3 separate regions of the Mus musculus genome follow, and all the other regions are linked to region 3. A link is a contact called in public Hi-C and HiChIP or PLAC-seq data. All regions are on one chromosome and are shown on one strand. The core of a region is the stretch at or near the end of the contact, and the rest is flanking DNA. Distances in the headings are between cores, read along the strand shown. Region 1 overlaps Hmg20a (high mobility group 20A). Region 2 has its middle 12 kb from the start of Gm31529. Region 3 overlaps Peak1 (pseudopodium-enriched atypical kinase 1).

Region 1 (4,731 bases), core at 1,479-3,978, 270 kb before region 3:
CCTATGGGTGAGCACTCACCAGCGCTTAACGATCAAGCCTGTTCACAACCTCTCGGACTGTAGCTATGAAGTTTTCGTTGTCTTGGGGATTAGCTAAAATTATACTGTGCAATCTGTTCATGTATGAGTCAATGGTGTCCACTGTTGGTATTTCTCCACTTCCTGAAGTGAGATAAGAAGACACAGTAAGAAAACTTTCCCATCCAGTTCAGCTCATGACATTTAACAAATCCATGCAAATAAAAAAATCATGACACTAATGTAGTTTGCTCCACAGACAGTTTAATTGCCTAGGAGACAATTTTAGCCTCGAAGACAGGAAGTTTATCTTTATATTCTGTGATGGTTTGGGTGAGAAATGTCCCCACAGGCTCCTGTTTTCAGCACCTGGCCCCTGGTTGACGGCAGTGTAGTGGGAATGCCGGTGTTTTCCTTCCCATCAGAGCATAGATAAATACAAGGCAGACAGGCAGGCTAGAAGGAAGGGCTCTTCTTAGGCTTTGTCACTTGACCACCCACATGGTTCTGAGTATCAAATTAGGTTTAATGGTAAGCAATGGGTTACATTAAAACAGAAGTGGACAAAGGTCTAAATCACCAGTGAATCTGAACGTCTGAGTGACTTTAATAAGTATGGACAATCTATAATATGTCTCATTGAAAATCCTATCCTTTCCTTTCCTTTCCTTTCTCCCTTCCCTTCCCTTTCTTTTCTTTTCTTTTTTTTATTTTTCGAGACATGGTCTTACTATGTAGCCCTGGGTATCCTTGAACTAGATCAGGCTGGTGTGGAAACTCATAGAGATCCACCTGCCTCTGTATCCCAAGTGTTGAGATTAAAAGTGTACCACCATGCCTAGCTCGTTTTGTTTTTTGACAGAGGACCTCTCTATGTAGCTCAGGCTGTCAGGGAGTTCTCTAGGTGGGACATGCTGGTCTGGAACTCACAGATATCTTTCTGCCCCTGCCTCCTGAGTGCTGGGATTTAAGACATGCCCAGACCGCACTGAAAATCTTGACAGGATTTTTTTTCCCCCTTCTCTTTTCCTCTTGGGAGACACTGCGGCTTCTCCACATTAATACTAACGTAAACAGCACCCCATCGCCGTCCTCGCCACTCTCCCGGCCACTGACTTCGGAGAGGATGACATTACCAGGCAAGGGCATGCTGGCGAAGCTGCTGGTCAACATCTGCCGCAGGGTCTCCAGGTGCTGCTGAAGGACGGTGTTTCGGCTCCGCTCCTGGATCACGTCAACCTCCAGCTTCTCCACTGCTGTGCGCATGCTCTCCACGTGCTTCTGTAGGGCTGCGTTCCTCTCTTCAAACTCCATGTTGGATTTACGAAGCTGGCGGAGCTCTGCCTCACGAGCTGAGGACACAGGGGCCCCCAGAATGGGTGGTAAGAGAAGGAGCGTCTGAGGAGTCCCTGTGACTCTTCTATGAAGTTCTGCTTAGCTGTCTCTCATTAGCTACCCCTCATCTCCCAAGTCTCTTTATGACACTCCAGATAGCAATTTCAACAACCATATGCCTGGCTCCCCAGAGCTATTTTAATTCTTAAAGCAACACATTCTATACACAAGACTACAACAAACAGTGGTAATTCCCACCATTCAGTTAGATTTTGCTTTTTAAAATCCTGCAGTGAGAAGCCTGAAGGGGTACACAGGGGTATCTGGGGGGACAGGCTAAGCATGGCTGTGGTTACCTATGTGTCCTGTGATGGGATCAGTTTGTAATTTTTCTTTTGTTCTTTAAAAAATTTTTTTAAATTTATTTTTATGTGTATGGGTATTTTGCCTGTATGTATATCTATGTACCACATATGTGCCTGGTGCCCACAGAGACCAGGATAAGTGTATTAAATTCCATGGAACTGGAATTACAGATTGCCATGTGGATGCTGGGAATGGAACCTGCATCCTCTGGAAGAGGTGCCAGTGCTCTTAACCACTAAGCTATCTCTCCAGGCCTCTGAACTTTGCAGTTTCTTACTTTGTATTCTGGATTATAAACTTTCATTTGTATAGACGGTTCTAGGCTACCTATCAAAAAGCCACAGCATGAGTGATTTAGATTTATCTCTTTTGACCCAGAGAGCAAAGAAACATTGGTTGCATCGCCCTTGCTTTATCTTACTGGCCACAGGGTGAAATAGCAGCCATTCTTTGCATCAGAGTCTTCTCCAGTCCTAAGGAGGGCTATCAGCCAGTGCTCCTGAGCAATGAAATCCCCTGTCAAAGACCCAGGGAACACACACATAAACACACACAAAATATAGCAGTAATCACCTTTGCTGTGGTTCAGGAATTCTTCGGTAAATATAGGGATATCAAAAACAGAGCGTTCCTTTACCTCTGTTTCTTTCTATGAATCAAGAACAAGAGTTAATTTTTAGAAGATAAATTAAATACTACTGCCCAAGACACAGGATCATGTCTTCCTTAGAGAGATAGCTGGTGAGCAGGAATCAGACCAGGAGAGCCTGGGAGGGGAATGTATTCACCGCATTAGAATGGAACGTCACAGAGCTGAAGCGGTTAGTATTAGATCTCTTAGGTGAATGGCTGCTGGGTAGTGAAGGACTACAAACCCACATGCATTTCACTAGTGAAGACAACAGAAGCCTTTTCTTAGCCCTGAGCTTTGAATAGTCAACAGTGGAGAGTTGTGCATATGGCTGGGTTAGGAATTTAAAAAGGGGTATTTCCAGTTGTTCCTACTGGCTTCCCATTTAAGCCCTATCTGAGATAAGAGTATGCAATCTAGATTTGCTGAGTGGAGAATAAGAATTCTAAGCGGATCTGCCAGTGAGCAATCATAATGGCATTCCGCTGATATTTCTCTCTGTTTACAAGGGGCAGTTTATCTTTGGGGCTCTTGAAGACTTTTCTTCAGACACAGGAAAAACAAATAAACCCAAGAAGCTAGAAATAGCCAGGCTCTACAAATAAGAAGTATCTAAGGATTATGTGAGACTGAAAAGACTAGTAAAGCCCCAATTAATCCATCCATGAACCATTATGATAGAAAGTTTCAAAAGACTGTGGGGTGGGGGTGGGGGTGGGGGTAGAACACTTCCAACGTCAAGCCCCAAGAGCAGAGCCAATATTTCAACTTTCTTTGGCTCCCATTTTTGTAATGAATTTGGAGTTGAAGGTATCATGGATATAAGTTATAAGTGTTTGTATTTAAAGTCTTGCATAAAGAGAGGAGTACAAAGTGAGGAACTGTTGTGAAATCTGAAGATTCCAAACCTCTCCACAGGAAAACAGTAAAGAAAGCCCCCAGGATTCAGTTCTATAGAAACAGGTTTAAGATAAGAGATAAAATGTATAACACAAAGGATAAAATGGACCCTTTTGCCAGGTGTGGTGGTTTTGGTGGGTCTCTGAGTTTCAGATCAGTCAGGAATACAGAGTGAGACCTCCCCACCCACCCCAACCTCCACCCAAAAGAAAAAAAAAGTTTCTATTTGTTACCACTTTTATCTTTGAACAACAACAACAACAACAACAACAACAACAACAACGGGTTGATGGCCAGTGGAGGAGCTAAGCAGGTCAGCTGTGAGGAACCTGACAGGCAGAACTGTGTCTCACACTGGTGATTGCCTAGGAAAGGACCAGCTGTAGGAACTGCCTACTGAGATGGGAAGCTGATGCTTCACACCCATAATCAGTGCTTGTGAGATCTCTCTAAAACACAGATGGCAATCTGAAAAATTATGTTTTCTTGAGAGACAGTTAATTTCAGAACACCGAATTTTTACTCTATCTTTTTGTTTTCCTAGTGGAAGAAAGCATCCGTCTTCTAGAACAGTTTGCAGGCTGACTACATGCTTGAACTTCATCACCTGGTTGTGACAGGACGAGTCAAGCCACACAACCCCAGCATGCACAGCGCATATTAGGTCCAATCCTACAACTACAAGTGACTTAGGACAGTGCCTTGTAACTTTAGCTCTCTTGCCTTGTTCAATTTACTACTCAGCTGCGCAGTGACCTCACTGCGGCCCAGTATTTCCCATTCAGAATGATAAGGCTCCCATTACCATGGCACAAAGGGCCTTTTTCCAGGTCTTGACTCTCCTCAGAATGGTAATTCCATTCTATTCTTTGCCAGAACAGTCCAAACCCAACTTATTATGAAAGGGCAGAGGCTAGCAACAGCCAGGTGCAATATATACTGCCCCTTGGTACAGATTCTTAGAGTACAAAATAAGAAACATTAAAGCAATTAAATGAAACTGTTCAGGCTCTGAATGCAACAGAGGCTTTCTGCTTAAAGGAAGAGTGGTAATAAAACCACCAGCACTCCTCCATTACTGAGTACATTACTGGGCAGAGAGGCTCCTCCTGGGGGCTGGGATATACTTAAGCGCTCTAAGGATTGCTCAAGGGATTAAAATCATAAGGATTCCATTACCTCTTCATTGAAGGGGTCTAATTTGTTCAGCCTGAGTGTCATTTTTCATAAATTAAAGGAGAAACAAAATTATTGTTTTACTCAGTTTTCACATGCAATAAAGACACTTTCAAGAGAGTAAAACTCACTGGCTCTCCTGTCTAGTGGGCTGGTTTTTGATCTGAGAAGACAAGAGTACCCCTCACTCTGGATTTCCATTCTGTATACCGAGTGGCAGGGAAAAGAACAGAGGGCTTTTTGAACACAATCTATTTCAGCCTGTGATTTAGGGCAAGGCTCAGGGCCAGAGCCATAGAAATATG
Region 2 (4,765 bases), core at 372-2,871, 380 kb before region 3:
TGTGATCACATCCTCAACCTGTGGAGGGGCTTGGGGCGTTGCCCTTATATGACTGATGGCCACAAATCTATGGAGAGCTGTGGCCTCATGTCAGGAACCTAGTGTCTAGGAACCAGGCAAAATGCCTGCCATCCCTAGGGTCACCAGGGTTTCTAACCTTAGCTCAAGCAGGAACCAGGCTGCTTTTCACACTCCTACCGGATTTTAGTGGCTTGGAGACAGAGCAAGGTGCCCGTGATACGCAGTACCTTCTGGAGAGCAGTGCTGAGCACAGGAAGGAGTCCCATGGATTCGGTCGATGCTGAGAGCTGAGACAGAAAGTGAACCCCATGCTTTGTGGCCAAAGACCACCTGCTCCCCTTCTTCTCAGGCTGTGTCCCTGAAGCCAGCAGAGCCTGTGGGGAGTCAGTCCTCTTCTGCAGGAAGAGCTTGGAGATGAGAGTGGGGCAGGGACCGCACGTTTGAAATTCCATCAGGCACTCGCAGACTCTGCTCCCCGGAGCCCCCTGCCTTTGTTCCATTTAATCAATACGTAATTAAACTGAAATCCCAGCTTAAGAATTTCCAGCGGTGCTAAGACCAGAATTTCAGAGGGTCTGGCAGAGCCACAGCTCCTGGATCTACCTGCTATCAGCCCCTCACTGGCCTGGTTTACTCCATCCTTTTGGCCCTCAAGGTCACCTTCCTCAGAAGGTCAGGCTAGTGTGCGGCTCCAAGTGTGACCAAGCATCTCAGGAAGGAACATACCCTCAAGACCTCATCCCTGCCCCTGGCCAGTAGAGTCTGGTCACCTTCACATGAGAAGGGGAAACTGAGGAAAGCAAGCTGTGGCAGAAGAGGGACTCTGTCTTTTCTGCCCAGCCGTCCCCTCCTGTCTCTTTGTTTGAGGGTCTTGAATAATCCAGACAGGTATAAGGCACTAACTATGTGTGCTGAGCACTGCCTGGGTATAGCATGCATGATTTCAACTCCACCACCCATTAAATTCTCACCAGTTCCCTATGGAGTTAGATGCTCTTAACTCCATTTTAAAGATGGGGAAGCAGACTTAGAGCAGGCCCGGTGTCACTAGCTGATTGGTGGAGTGTAGGCTTTGAGTCTAAGTAGTGTTCGTTCTAGACTCTTGAGCATCAAAAGCTATAGTATAGTGGGACAAGCCTGCCCAGGGCTGCCAGGGAGGACACAGACTCTGAGATACCTTGTTGCCAGGAGCCCGCCCCATCATGAACATTCTCCCCCCACTACATGGTCCTCTCCAAGCCCAGAACTCGCTGTTAGGAGAGAAATAAAAGTTTCTTCTGGGTCTCATTTTGTTGGCACCTGAGGATGGTAGGCTTCTACATGGGCAGCCCTGTGTTCAGAGAAGTCAGGAACCCTTAGACCATTATTGGCCAGTAGAAACACATATAAACTAAGCAGGCGAACAGAGAATGGCTGTCACCCAGGTCCAGTCCATCTCATGCCTGATCTAGGTGGCCGGAGAGCCACACAGAATGGTGATCTGACAGAAGGCTATGCCGGAGACTTCCCCAACACGAACATGGCCCTCCCTCAATGAGAACCAAGCCCGGCACAACGCACTAAGGAAGGGAAATGACCCTGTTCCCTTCAGAAAACAGAAGTGGGATTACCAAACATATTGACTCATTGCCTTTGTAAATCCCAGAGGAGCTGGGGCCTGACAGCACAGGCCTAAGATACCGGTTACAGAGGAGGCTATGGTGCGGAAGATAGGAAGTTCAAGGCCAGCCTGGGCTACAGAGTGAATGCAAGTCCAGCTTAGGCAACTTAGTGAGACCCTTTCTCTAAACAAGCAGTGAGAAGATGCAGAAGTGGTAAAGAGCTTGTCTCACATTCAAGAGGCCAGAGCCAGGAAAAGAAGGAAGTGGAAGGAGGGAGGAAGAAAGGATGGAAGGAAGGAGGGAAGGAAGGGAGGAAGGAGAGAAGAAAGAAGGGGAGGAAGAAAAGAAGGAAAAGGGGGTGGTGGGAGACGGTCATAACTACTCACTATTGTGGTCTGGTCTATCTAGGATCACAATAGTGAGCAGAGATGTCTCAGATCCTGAGACATAACTGACAAGCACCTTGGAGGCATCAAAGCTGAGCCTGCTGAGCCCGGAGACAAGTCTACACGGAGACCAAGATGGTAGAAAGGAGTGCAGCCACCCCTGGAGGTTTCTGGACTAATATATCTGTCTGGGGCCCAGCCTCACCTTTCCCTGTACTTACAGTAATGCAGAAAGTCCACACAGAACTGGAATTCAAAAGAGTTCTGGCTGGGAAGGAGAATGTGGGGTTTTTCATAGCTGAAGAACCAAAGAGAAGGCTTCTGGGCAGGGGGCAGGGAAGCTTCAGCAAAGACGCATGAAGAAGCCCTTCAGCCTCTGCCCCTGTGATCCTCAAGATAAGGTTATCCCTTATCTTGTCAGTTATAGGACCAAGGACCAGAATTTGGACATGGCTGTACAGCCAAGACAGTCTGGTCAGGCAGGTAGTGAAGCCAGGTTGGACCACTGTGATCTTCGGTTTCAATTCCAATGGAGATGCTGAAAAGCCTTGGAGTACAAGATGAGTCTTGCAACAAGACGATATCCATGGAAGTGCCCGGAATCCTGCTTGGGGTAGAGGAGGGATTCGGTGACTCATTCCACCACTGGGGCCCATTGTTAATGCACGAGTCTGAAGGTGGACAGAATGAGACCTCAGCCAGCAAAGCAGGCAGAATGCACGGTAGGCAGCAGGGTGAGAGTGGTGGCAGTGACCTGCTTGTGATGATCACACTAAGCTGGCCCAGCCTGGTGGGCAGCTGGCCAGACTTACCCTTCTTCATCGGAGCCCCAGACAGCTGCACTGGGGCCAAAGTAAACCTCCTTTCTGGGGACATCCCCAAGAACTCCTCCTGCCTCATTCCCTCCAGTTCATACCAACCTTTAAGGATGATATATGGCCAAGCACAGAGAAAGGGCAAGCAGAGATTGGAGCGAGGGCTAAGAAAATGTGACAACAGTTCAGCTCCCAAGGGGCAGGCAGGAGCGGGTGGCTGGCTCAGGGTGTGACAGCCATGGTGATTAAAGTCCTCCTGGCCTCCCTCTCCATTGCCAGGCTCTTTTGGAGGAGCTGGCAAAGACTTTCAGCCCTCAGTTATATAAGGGCAACAGAGGGTCCAGGCCCTTCTTTTGGAGGAAGCGCAGTAGTTCCAGGACCCTGCCTCCCAGTGTCTGCTTCTCTTAGCCAGAGTGCAGCCTGGGAAGAGGTCAGCAGGGCAGCATGGGTCAGGGGAGGTGATTTTGAGGTATGAGGCCGGTAGGGGGGATCTGGGAAACACTGGGAGTCATAGAAGACCACTGAGAGCCACCTGGCCTCATCACTCAGCATCTGTAAGGTGCGGAGGTCAGGCACAGCTACGTTCCGGCTGCATGTCAGCTCAGAGATTGCCATCTCATTCTCCTTCTGGGATTTTCTTTTGGATGTTCTTTTAGAAGCAGGGTCTCAGGTAGGCCCAGGTTGGTTTCCAACCTCATTATAGAGATGACCTTGAACTCCCACTCCTGCAGCCACCTGGGATTAGAGAAGCTTGCCACCACGTGTGGTTCAAGCTGTGTGAGACCAAACCCAGGGCTTCAAGCGTGCTCAGCAAGTGCTCTGCCAACTGAGTCGCACTCCCAGCCCCTATCTCAGAAAATTTTCATAAACTGTCATACTATTATCTTCTAATCAGCTTACTTATGGAGAAAGTTTATTTGAAAAGACAACCTTCTGTCAGTACCTGAAAGGAAAGAAAAAGAATCTCAGCTTCCATAAATAGATGTTAATGGAAAGGAAAATACAATGCAAGCTGTAAAAACAAAAACTGAGCCATATTCTAAACTGTGCAAGATCGAAGCTAGGGGTCCTGGCCCTGGCCCCTCTCAGGGCCTCACCCTGAAAGTGCTCAGTAGATTTATGCTCTGGGAATGAACAACATGGTCCCTCCATTTGGCTGCTACTCTGCTTATACGGCAGGTGGGAAAATTAAGGTCACGATCACAAGTCAATAAGGATCGGAGATCTGAAGACAGGCATTGTAAAGAAAGACTTTTGTGCTTTTCTGGGCTCCTCCTGATAGACAGTGACTGAGAGCCCTGACCCAGCCTAAAACTGAGGCAAACAGGAAGGCCGGGAGAAGGCTGACCTCTGGGCATAGGGCACCATGACAAGCAGGACGCTGAATTACCTACACCAGTAATAAGCCTTGATGCTCTGCCCCCACATCCCCGCAAGAGCCACAAGGGAGACCCCCTTTATTGCCCCTGACTTGCCTTTATGTCCCATAGCCCCAGCACAGCACTGGGAAACCTCCCGACAGAAAAGTCTCTTTGTTGAAACTGAAGACTGTCCGGGGGCTGGTCACTGTGGTGAGCAACACTGCTGTCCCCATGGCTGTGACTCCCTTGGGCTGGGGGGGGGGGGGGGCATCTGCTCTGCAGAACTGAGCTCTTGCAGCACAGTCAGCATCCTTATCCTCTGTGGAAGCCGTAAAGCCAGAGGCCACACTGGTGCCAGACAGAGTGTAGTCTGTCCTGAGGGAACAAGGGCCTCACAGAAGCATGCACAGTCAGAGTCCAGGTTTTGCTTTGTGGGACCGAAAATTCCCTCTCCTCTTCCAAGGCCAGAGCCAAGCTGGCACCAAACATACACGTGGTGGTCTAAGGCTGGTGCTCCTGAAGTGGACCTCAAGCCAAGGACAGGGGTACGGGTAGTGAATTTATTTGGAAAGTGACCTCTG
Region 3 (4,628 bases), core at 717-3,216:
GTCAGATCAGTCATGAGCATTGATTACTCAGGTCTGTCTGCTATTGCCCCCTCCCCATTATTTTGCCAACTTCCATCTGTTTCATGAAAGCTGTTCATGTACTCTAGCTGCTCTGGGCAAATAAACAATATAGCCACCCTGGATTCAGTGTAGCTTTTTCTTGGTGTTTTGTATAGGTAAATTAAACATGTTCTGTGTGCCTTGTTCTCTGTTAGGCCCTGAGATACAAGTGTCTGTTCTTAAAGTGGACCCAAAAAATCAGCCAACTATAGTAAGAAAGATGTCCAGACAGAAAGGGTACAACAGGCATGGAAGACTGGCTACAGACAGACAGACCACCATGGTAGGAATGAATGGAAAAGGAGCAGGAAATACAGTTGTGAAAAGAGACTGCTAGGTTATCTAAATAGGTATGTTATAGCATATTTTTAAAGATGCCTTTGCTCCCTGTGAAAGTTATTTTTAAGGGAATTCATAGGAGAAGCAAGGAGTCCCATTGGAAAACCTTTGTGGTAGTCTAGGAAGGCAGTAATGGTAACAGTAGAAGTGAAGAAAGGACAATTTGGAAGATATTTAGGAATAAAATCAGTAGGAGCTGTAAATCAGTTGGACATAGGGAGTAAAGATGGGAAAGAAGTCCAGAGTGAACTTGATGTTGGAAAACAGGAAACAGAGCCAGGTAATGGAGCCATTCACCAGGAACAGAGAAGGCCAGAGAGTGAGGGTGCAAAGGGCTCAGGTTTGATTGTACTGGATATTAGGAATTCACAGGATAAGGCAACACAAATTATTCAGCCAGTGTTTACAGTGTGAGAGTCAGAGACATAAATGTGGTTTACAAATGCAGGTATGTGGTCAGCAGTGGAACAGAATGTCGAGTGAACACTAGCAGTTCAAGCCACCTTTGGGACAAAGAATCAAGAGATAGTAAGTGACCAGCTTACATATCATACTCATGCCACTCCCATCCCCCTTGTCTCTGTTTCTTATCTTAAATTCAAAGGGCAGCAGGCTGGAAGGTCTACTTTACAGGTAGCAGACAGTGAGGGCATTCTGGAAGGGTCAGTAATGATAGCCGTGTGCTGTCTTTTCCTTCCCAGCTGCTCATACTGTGGCTTTGCAGTCATGGCCCCCTACAGTCTACTTTATACAAGTTAGCTGTCTGGGTTGACATTCTTATTACAAACATAAATGCTTTATAATGACAAATTTGCCTCAAAGGTATGCAGAGCAGTTGCCATGAGCAACACATAAAATGAGCCCCTGAACGAAATGAATGTTTGGAATTAAACTTTTCAGATTGTGTGTGAGGAGCCATTGTCCAGCTCAGATCCCCTGCTGGGACCAGGCTGTGTACATATTGTGTGTTTGACCCGGGTTTTAGAAGGTCTTGAGAGAGGGTAATCTGACCCTGATTCTGGCTTTGTTTTTTTGTTTTTCCATTTCCCAGCAGATAACTCGTCAGTGGTTAAAGTGTCCCCACCCTGTATTTGGAAATCTTGTCAGATGGCTTTCATCCGACAAGCGGTGGCCAGTGCTGTAGAAGCATCAGCCATGCTGGTCTGCTTAGTTAATAGCAACAAGATACTGCTCCTCCCGTGTGTATTTTGCCAACTCAAATATGTACCCATTTTCCCTTCAAGCCCCTGCTTTTGCAACTGTACATTATGTCGTGTAGAGATCAGCTAGCTACCCATTGTAATGGTCCCCTGATCCTTCTTGGGAGGAGGGATCAAGCTGACATGCCCGGTGAGCTGGTGAGCATGAAACCCCTGCACCCAGGGAGGACTCCTAGCCAGCTTCTACTCTTCTCATCTGGTGCTCCCTTTACTGAGTGAACTCGGCATCGCTAACGCTGATGATTCAGAGACAGAGACAGACAGGCAGGCAGGCAGACAGACAGACAGACCATGGTATATTTTTCCCACATTCAGCAGCTAGATTTTGTTCTGCTGCAATGTGTTCTGTGCTTGGATGCTGATATTGTAGCTCCCTCTAGTGTCTCTGGGGTGCAGTCCCTCAGTTCTTCAGTTGGAGAGACTGTAGACAAACACAGAATCTGCCCAAATTGGCAGCATTTTAAAAAGGCTTTCCCATAGTTTTCTCTTGTTAGGAATGTGAAATTTTCCTCATTCTGCTGTTGGTTCAGAGCGTGGGAGATGGGACCAGGATCCCTGTGGGAATAGTTCTTCTGAGGGCTCCTTGAGATGCCCCTGTTTAAGCCAGCTAGCCTTATAAGGAAAGAGTGGGAATTCTGTTCAAAAGAGATTGATGAAAACGTGAAGCTGAAAAGTTTATGTTGATCCCAAGTAGAGAAAATATTAGGTAAAGGAATTTAAAAAAAAAAAAACTGGCAGTAAAAACTTTGTCCATTTATTCTGGAAAGAGTGGTTTGTTCTCCAGAATAACTTTTGGGCTAGAAATTTATCATCTGAAGTCAGATCATTTTGAGGTATTTTTCTAATCTAAAGGAGTCAAGTTATTAATATTTGAAAAATGGCTACTATGTAGTACATAGAATAATATAATATTCCTGCCTAAATTAACATCATTGCAGCCTCTATAATAAAGATTTATGAGCTACCTATCATGTGAAATCCTATTATGGAAATCTCCACAAGTCCATGTTTGGGTTGTAACCGGCTTCACGGTTATAAACCAATTAAAAGCACAGTGCCTCTCCTCTCTCTTCTGCTCTTTCTTCTCTCGTTTTCATTTGCCCTTAAACCAGATTGACCCATTATTCTTCAGCCTGTCTGTGTAAATACAGAGATAAGGAAGTGCTACCTACTCAGCTTGCTCTCTGGGCAGGCCATTTTCCTCCCAAGCATCCAAAATAGTGGAACAATTTATCACTTCTTCTGTGTAAGTCACTCCAACCCTTTATCTCAAGTTGATCTATGAAGCCAAACATAAATTCTAGTTGTAGAATCCATGTTCTTATCTACTCCCAAAACTTTGGAAGACTTTATAAAAATATGTATGACTGCCTCTGTGTGTACATGCAGATAAATTTAAATATCACAGGATAGGCTATCTCCTTTACATTTGATCTTGAACCACCTAATGGTGAAGTTTTTCTTTTTCTTTTTCTTTTTTCAGTGTAAATTGGCATAGTAAAAAGTAAAAATTTAGTTAAACCATTTTTTCTTAGAACTAGGATGGCTTCCTTGGACTAGAACATAATGCTGATCTTGGCATCGATGGTGGTGACCTTAGCTAGGTGTAGTGACCACAGGTGTATGTAATCCCAGGAATTACATATGTAGCTATATGTAATCTCTAAGGAAGGAGTACTTCAAGTTTGAGATCAGTCTGAGCTCCATAGTGAGTTCCAGGCCAGACTGGATCCTTCATAGGACACTATCTGAAAAAAAAAAAAAAAAAAAAAAAAAAAAAACAAGAAAACCTTTACTGTTAGCTGTCCTCCCTCGGACCAGCAGTCAGCGAGCCCCGCTGCTGTGGCAGGTAGCTCTCAGAACCTAAAGGAGAAGGGACCTGGACATTTGCACACATCCTACAAACAGTGTAATTTTTTTTTTACCTTGTCCTCTTTGAAAAACTATATTCTGTATGAGTGCATCCTTTTTAACATTTCCAAGTGATCTGATTGGCTATCAGCATTACATTTGTGTATCTCAGTCGTGTGTAGATGTCCTCAGTATACTTGATCCCATTTCATCTCTCCAGCTGCCTGTGAGGTAAGGTTTCCATATTCTTTCTGTTGTTTGCTTTATGAGGCAGGCTGAGACCCAGAGGAACTGAATGAGCATGCCCAAGGATACTCAGCTATTGGCAAGGCTAAATCCCAGACCTAAGTCCTTGGGAGTGTCCTTTCTGTAACATGTCAACTGAGTTTAATTTTCAGTCTCATTCAACCAAGCTCAATGATATTTGATAGACGTTTCAAAGACTGAAGAGTTGGGACCCTGGAACCTCCATTTCAGCAGGCAATATGATACTGAGCAAATTATAAACTGCCAATGAGTTTAATGGCACCTGTGCCAGATCCAAGCCCCATACAACTAAGTTATGGCTCGTATAGGATTTTAAATACCCAGTGACACATAAACATGAAGCATTGCCATCAGTGCATTATAGAAGGAATGCCTGTGATTGATGAGAATACAGGATATAGTGCACTGCGTGTGCTCCGGACTTGGAGGGCTTTCCAAAGATAGGATTTTCTGAAAGATGGATGTTTGGACTTGAACTCCGCCCGAGGACATCTATTTCAAGATGTGAAGTTTGCTTTTAAAATAAATATAAAGCATTTTTTAAACTGATTAGGTAAGTATGTGGCAGAAAACTTGAAAGAGCTTGTTTTCGCCTATTTCAGTACATACATGTGGACTTATTTCCATACATGGACCAGTGCGATCAAGTCTCTAATTGTAATAAGCATAGGCTATGAGCAAGAGATGCTCTTTTCCCCCGAGGCTCCAGGGCCTTTTTTCTTTCATTTTTAATATCTTTATGAATAGACATCAGTGCATGCTGCTTCTCTAAGCTGGAGTTCCTTCTGCATCTCCCAAGAGAATTGCAGTTTTCTTTTTAAGTAAAATGAATAAAATAATTTTTTAAAAAAACTTGCTCTTTTCCATATCACTGTAGCAAACAGGCAGCAT

The links. A called contact is a pair of places that touch in the nucleus more often than the background predicts. HiChIP or PLAC-seq counts read pairs in DNA pulled down with a chosen protein or histone mark.
Region 1: a contact with region 3 is called in an H3K27ac HiChIP or PLAC-seq map of extraembryonic endoderm stem cells, with 4 times the contacts expected there. The contact joins two enhancer-like sites. A contact is called at or near these places in 4 of 39 promoter capture datasets (embryonic stem cells, hippocampal neurons, liver and 1 more), 2 of 15 datasets of contacts at CTCF or cohesin (the NIH/3T3 cell line and large pre-B cells), 29 of 484 Hi-C or Micro-C datasets (the 3T3-L1 cell line, the C10 cell line, the CH12 cell line and 22 more) and 12 of 115 datasets of contacts at active chromatin or transcription factors (bone marrow-derived macrophages, cardiomyocytes, craniofacial prominence and 8 more).
Region 2: a Hi-C map of bone marrow-derived macrophages shows a contact between it and region 3, with 20 read pairs. The contact joins two enhancer-like sites. A contact is called at or near these places in 1 of 15 datasets of contacts at CTCF or cohesin (large pre-B cells), 6 of 484 Hi-C or Micro-C datasets (bone marrow-derived macrophages, cerebral cortex and cortical neurons), 9 of 115 datasets of contacts at active chromatin or transcription factors (T-cell acute lymphoblastic leukemia, embryonic basal ganglia, embryonic forebrain and 4 more) and 1 of 9 other capture datasets (embryonic stem cells).

Annotation. Positions count from the first base shown.
Region 1 is chr9:56,485,253-56,489,983 of GRCm38.p6, reverse strand. Hmg20a (high mobility group 20A) reads right to left here. Exons shown (of 10, transcript NM_025812.3): 7 at 2,293-2,368; 8 at 1,155-1,370; 9 at 20-162. The coding sequence ends at 26. Among named protein-coding and RNA genes, the nearest start is that of Hmg20a, 69 kb to the right of the region's middle. Within about 2 kb of position 2,728, at least 8 of the 459 cell types and tissues checked have an H3K27ac peak or open chromatin away from gene starts, as enhancers often do. A contact at or near this core is called in extraembryonic endoderm stem cells, where this site is marked.
Region 2 is chr9:56,589,722-56,594,486 of GRCm38.p6, reverse strand. No RefSeq gene overlaps it. Among named protein-coding and RNA genes, the nearest start is that of Gm31529, 12 kb to the right of the region's middle. Within about 2 kb of position 1,621, at least 11 of the 459 cell types and tissues checked have an H3K27ac peak or open chromatin away from gene starts, as enhancers often do. A contact at or near this core is called in bone marrow-derived macrophages, where this site is marked.
Region 3 is chr9:56,210,904-56,215,531 of GRCm38.p6, reverse strand. All of the region lies in intron 6 of Peak1 (pseudopodium-enriched atypical kinase 1), which reads left to right. Among named protein-coding and RNA genes, the nearest start is that of Peak1os, 28 kb to the left of the region's middle. Within about 2 kb of position 1,966, at least 65 of the 459 cell types and tissues checked have an H3K27ac peak or open chromatin away from gene starts, as enhancers often do. A contact at or near this core is called in bone marrow-derived macrophages and extraembryonic endoderm stem cells, where this site is marked.